2 separate regions of the Xenopus tropicalis genome follow, and region 1 is linked to region 2. A link is a contact called in public Hi-C data. All regions are on one chromosome and are shown on one strand. The core of a region is the stretch at or near the end of the contact, and the rest is flanking DNA. Distances in the headings are between cores, read along the strand shown. Region 1 holds the start of dgka (diacylglycerol kinase alpha). Region 2 holds the start of ikzf4 (zinc finger protein Eos).

Region 1 (2,700 bases), core at 163-2,662, 200 kb before region 2:
GAATTCTTCTACTCACGTATATAAATAGAACAACCTAAACTAGGAATCACCTGCCAACTGGAAGGAAATTAACTGACTTTGGTCCATCTGATTTTATGATGTGGTATTCAATTATTTTAATTTAATTTTAATTTATCAATAAAAGTTCAATTTTAACGCATAAACACAAAATACTCTTTCTGTGCATCTAGTTAATTTGGGTGTAAAAAACCCTGTGTGAGCCAAATTTATAATAATTCTGAAATAGATAACATACTCTCTCTTTCTCTTTGGTAACTATAATGATATCTACCCGCATTTAAGTCCCAAAATTCTGGGGTTTAAAGGAGACATATTGGATAAATGGGAAAAAAACAAATTTTGTAGGCAATTACGAATAATACATGGTGCTGGTTTTACTTTGGGCTAAAATTGAATACTGTCTGCAAAAATTACCCCTTTATTGGAGCTATAGATAGATATATATAGCTATAGATCAGGGGTCGGGAACCTTTTTGGCTGAGAGAGCCATAAACACCACATATTTTAAAATGTAATTCTGTGAGAGCCATACAATATGTTTGGCTGCGGATGCTGTGGGGCAAGGTAGGGTGGGTGCCAAGGATGCCGGATGCGATGCAGAGGAAGGCATGGCCTGCGCTCGGCGGATAGAAGACGTGTTCTAAGGCTTAGAACACGTCTTCTATCCGCCGTGCGCCGGCCACGCCCCCGTTAATTTTTTATTAAAGATTTGGCAGCGAGCCAGATGCAGCCATCAAAGAGCCACATCTGGCTCCCAAGCCATAGGTTCCCTACCCCTGCTATAGATCCTCTCAGGTATCCGTCCCTGTTTCAAATGAAGGGTGGGCGTGTCCCTGCCAGAAACATAGTAAGAGGGGGATAGCCAATCACAGCCCTGCACTCACACAAGCAAAGACAGGCTTCAGTTCTCTATCAGGTCAGCCTAGCTGCTAATTGGTTCCTATCCTACAGTGCAGTGTATTGAGAGCCCTGCTCCCCTGCACATCCAGAGAATTCAGCCAGCAGGAAGTGGAACAGATGGGCGGGGCTAGTGGGGTTTTGGGCGAATTTCTCAATAAATCAGTCTGAAACTTTTTTAAGCACAATCCTATATCTAGAGGAGTATAATTCACTGGTGCATTCTTAAGTTTTATATGATTGCTTCTTTAAACTGGAAATTCAAGTCTTCTACAGCAGCCTAATTGCCTTCTCTGCATTAGTGATGTGACCTCTCCTTGCCACTGTAGTAGCTCAAGAAAGGCAAGTGTGGGGGTAGTATGAGGGAAGGGTTACTACCTTTTTTTTACAATATAATACCAGCCTGTGGGTGGGGGTTAAGGCGGTGATGTCACTGAGGGCAGTGTGATGGCTTCATGGGGTGGCAAAACATGTAGGCAGGGGTGAGGGCAGAGGAGGGTCTGTCATGGAGAGCAGAAACTAAGCAGTTAAAAGAGATGATCAGGCAGCAGAACAATTCAGGGAAGGGAGGGATTCACATATCTACCAGCAAGAACCAGCCCTTTCAGGTGATTTATTAGCTAGTTTGGTCAAAACCTCCAGTGACCCAGCTGTCTTGAAAAACACCCAGTTCAGGGATGTGACCATGAGAGCATTTTTTTAGTGGGACCCTACTTAGTGGGTCCAGGTGCCAAGTGGGCTAGCTAAGTGATACAGCCCTTGCCCTGACAGCCTGCATCCCATCTAATTGTTGAAGGCAGCATTTCATCCACTACGTGTTTGGGGCTAGACTGTAATGAAATGATATCACCCCAAAGAGGCTAGTGGAATTCCTGAGTATTGTGGGAGGGTGGCAAAAATGTCTTCTGTAGGGCCACATTTGGCGCCATGCCTCCAGCTGGAGGGCCCCGCTTGAGACATGCAAGAACTTTTACTTAGGTAAGAAAACAAATCCAATACTGTACTGGCTGCTTTTCTATCATCTGCTTGGCGCCATCTGTGCAGTCATTTGCCCCAAAGATACTTGGTAGTTGTTGGCGCCCTGTGGGTGCTACCCGCCTGGTAGAGGAATCTCCCTCCCTCCCCTGGCAGTGAGTGGGCAGCAGTTACCAGGCAAGGAGAGAGCAGGGCTGGAGCCGCCATATAATAGGCTGTAGGAGCGAGTGAATGGAGCGGGGAGCGGCTGCCTCCTTCCTGTGAGTACAAAGATCAGACACGAAAGGTAGGACGGGATTCCCTAGGCATCCCAGCGGCGAGCCCCTGCTGTCAGGGAATGCGGGGGAGAGGCTTGCCCAGAGGGTGTGATTAGCGGAGTCCTAGCAGCCGGGCAGCCGCGCAGCAATGTCACTAACGCGGGGCTAAAACTTCCACTTCCTGGCTCGGGCCAACGCATTATTTCTCTACTTTCTTCTTCTTCTCCTCCGCCGCCCACTCAGCAGTTTCTCCTCTCAGGCTTTTTAACTTTCTTTTCTTTTGTTGTCACATCCTGTCTGCAGAAGACGGACGGCAGAGAGGGCTGAGAAGTGTCCGTGCCGGAGCTTGTGGAACAGGTAAGGGGTACGGTATGTGCGCAGGTCTAGCCGCTCTGTCATTGGGGGTGGGTGGGGGCTCGGTGCCCATTTGGCCAGTTCTCTTGGTGCTTATGGGACGGTAAATCATCTCTTGTGTGTGTGTGTGTGCCAGACCGTGCGGCTGCCAGGCGCATCCTGCTGTACTACTGCGTGTGACTGTCTTGTGGTGCCT
Region 2 (2,700 bases), core at 90-2,589:
CTGGCAAGTGAACTGTAACTAGTTAGTGACATAAAAAAAATTATTAACGATGACTGTGGCAACAATTCAGTTCCTTAACGTATTTAACAAAAAATGTCCAGTTGCTAGTGTACTATGGGAATCACACAATTTGAAGGAAATAAATGTCTTGCTGATCAGCAGATAGTGACAATAGAAGAGGAAGGGGTGGCCTGGTGGTTGACCAGACAAAGCAATAATTACAATAACCTAGGAGTGTCTGCCTGGTCACGGTGAGCCACCTTGTGGCCAAGTCTGGATTTACTAAAAACTTTTCTGTGAATTTTACTATATCACCTTTATTATTTGCTAATGTAGATATTAATTTAATGTTATTTCTCAATGTATGTATTCATTTAAAAGTGTTATTTATTAATGCTTTCACTGGACAAACAACAGCACTTACTCCTAAGCTACAAATCAGCCTCTGCGTTGGGCATGTTTGGATTCCACGACTACTTGGGTCTCTACAGGTAAAGCTGTACTGAGGTCTTCTGTGGCCTGCCACTAATTTATATTAGATGTTTCTATATTATCTTACAAATTATGGTATATGCTGTAATGGTCATTATCATTGTTTTTTCCTTCATATTATTGCCAAGATACATCCCTTTTTTTCTCAAGCAACTGCTAAAACACTTCCCACATCCTTATCCTATGCCACATAAGGTGGCCACAGACGTGGCGATCTGACGATCTTTGGTCGCACGAAACATCGTCAGATCCGCCACACACCGTTCAGGGCTGAAACAGCAGATAAGGAGGTAGAAATCCTATTGTTTCTACCTCCATATCTGCTGTTTCAGCCCTGACGGTGTGTGACGGATCTGACGATGTTTCATGCGACTGATGGTCGTACAAAACATCGTCAGATTGCCACGTGTGTGGCCACCTTAAGATCCGAGGTCGCCAAACAAGCGGGTCTTCTCCCGATATGCCCACCTTAGGAGCACTAGAATAGTATCTGATCTAGGCTTGGCACTTTACATTTACCAGTATGGGGCAATATTGCACACGGGTAGTAACCTATAGCAACTAGTTTTTAGCTTTGTTAAAAATGGAAGTAGAACAATGAAATGGAAAATGTGATTGGTTGCCACGGGTTACTGCCCAGTAAATGTAACTAGTTAAAGTTAAAAGAGGAATTGGTACAAGAAAAAGAGTGTAGTGTAAGTTTCCAAGTCCCTTGTACTCACGGAGCAGACATGGTACTACTACATGGCTCTATTCTGCTTACACTTATTATAACATGATGAGCCCCTACATTGCGATTGTTTGGCGCATATTTCGCGGGGCATTGTGGGGCTCCAGGACCAGTGATTTGGATACGAGATGATTTGAGGCAGTTTGAGAGAAGGAGCCTGATACCGCTGTACTCGATTCACCAGCAGCTCGATTGCACTTCCTGGCTGCATTCATCGCTCTACATTCTCATTGTTATCCTGTCGCTTGGCAGCTGCCCCGGAAGTTGTCTCCGGGGCCGGTTCAGCTCCGGTGAAGTCTACGCCGGATTCCGCGGCCCCGCGGTGGGCTAAAGGGACTGAGTGTCGGGGTGGGGGGAGAGGCGCAGGGTTGCACAGCGTGGATGAGGCTCCCTGTGGAGGAGCCGCAAAAGGTGAGATACGTGTGGGGGTGAGAGTGCTCACCTGAGAAACAATGGGGCCACATTAGGGCCCCCAGGGGTGGGTTACACTAAGGTGAATAATAACAGCAGAACCTGGCACACACTTTAGTGGTACAGTCCTTTACAGTAGTGAGTTGCGGCTCTCCTCTTTCGTCTTAACTGTAAATCCCAGCATCCTTAGCCAGGCAAGCTGTTGGTCATTGCCACATATGTATCCATGGCATTTCTGTCCGTGACGTGTCGCCCTACTTGCTGTGAGCCTGGGGCATCCCTGTGGGTCAGATAATGGGTGCACTCCGCTAGCGAGGGGGAGAGGGCTGCGATCTGAAGTCTGTGGCACCGACTTTACTGGGAGTCATTATTTCAGCAGCTGCTTAACATCCTGCAAGCCCATATTCCAAGACGATTCATAATTACACTTCATTCATTATGTTTTGTTTTAAAATATCAATATCATTTCTTCTTAATACTTTATGGTTTGGAATTTCAGCTGATGTCTGATACTGGTAGCAGTTTGAAAGTCACACTTTAAGATCAATAACAGAGAATAAAAGTACAAATACCAGTGTCATTGAACCCTTAGATCTGTTTTTGGTTGCTGGGAGTCAGCATTTTCAGTTGCAGGTTGAAAATAGCCAGAATAAAAACACTTTTAATACATACAAAATCAATAATTGAGAAGTTGATTAGAATAGGGACATCTGCTTCTAGAACATAATACAAATGTGTACATCCCCTTTTATGAATAAGAGAGGGTGCTTGTGTTGAATCTTGCACAAGTTAGCTTGGTTTGTTTAAACTGGCTGGGGTGATCCCACAACCAGTGGCTCGGGGGCAATATGTTGCTCCCAGTGGCCTCAAAGCAGGTGCTTATTTCTGAATTCCTTGCTTGGAAGCAAGTTTTGGTTGCATAAAAACCAGGTGTACTGCCAGAGTCTCTTGTAGGCTGCCAGTCCACATATGGGCTACCAATAACCAATGACAGCCCATATTGGACACCCCAGGAACTTTTTGCATGCTTGTTTATTTGTTTATTATTATTTGTTTATTAACTTTTT

Evidence for each region. A called contact is a pair of places that touch in the nucleus more often than the background predicts.
Region 1: a contact with region 2 is called in a Hi-C map of neurula embryo, with 1.9 times the contacts expected there. The contact joins the promoter of dgka here to the promoter of ikzf4 in region 2. A contact is called at or near these places in 3 of 5 Hi-C or Micro-C datasets (brain, gastrula embryo and neurula embryo).

What each region holds. Positions count from the first base shown.
Region 1 is chr2:137,992,617-137,995,316 of UCB_Xtro_10.0, reverse strand. dgka (diacylglycerol kinase alpha) reads left to right here and starts at 1,412. Exons shown (of 26, transcript XM_012957812.3): 1 at 1,412-1,526; 2 at 2,454-2,507.
Region 2 is chr2:137,788,847-137,791,546 of UCB_Xtro_10.0, reverse strand. ikzf4 (zinc finger protein Eos) reads left to right here and starts at 1,339. Exons shown (of 9, transcript XM_002934532.5): 1 at 1,339-1,633. The coding sequence starts at 1,604.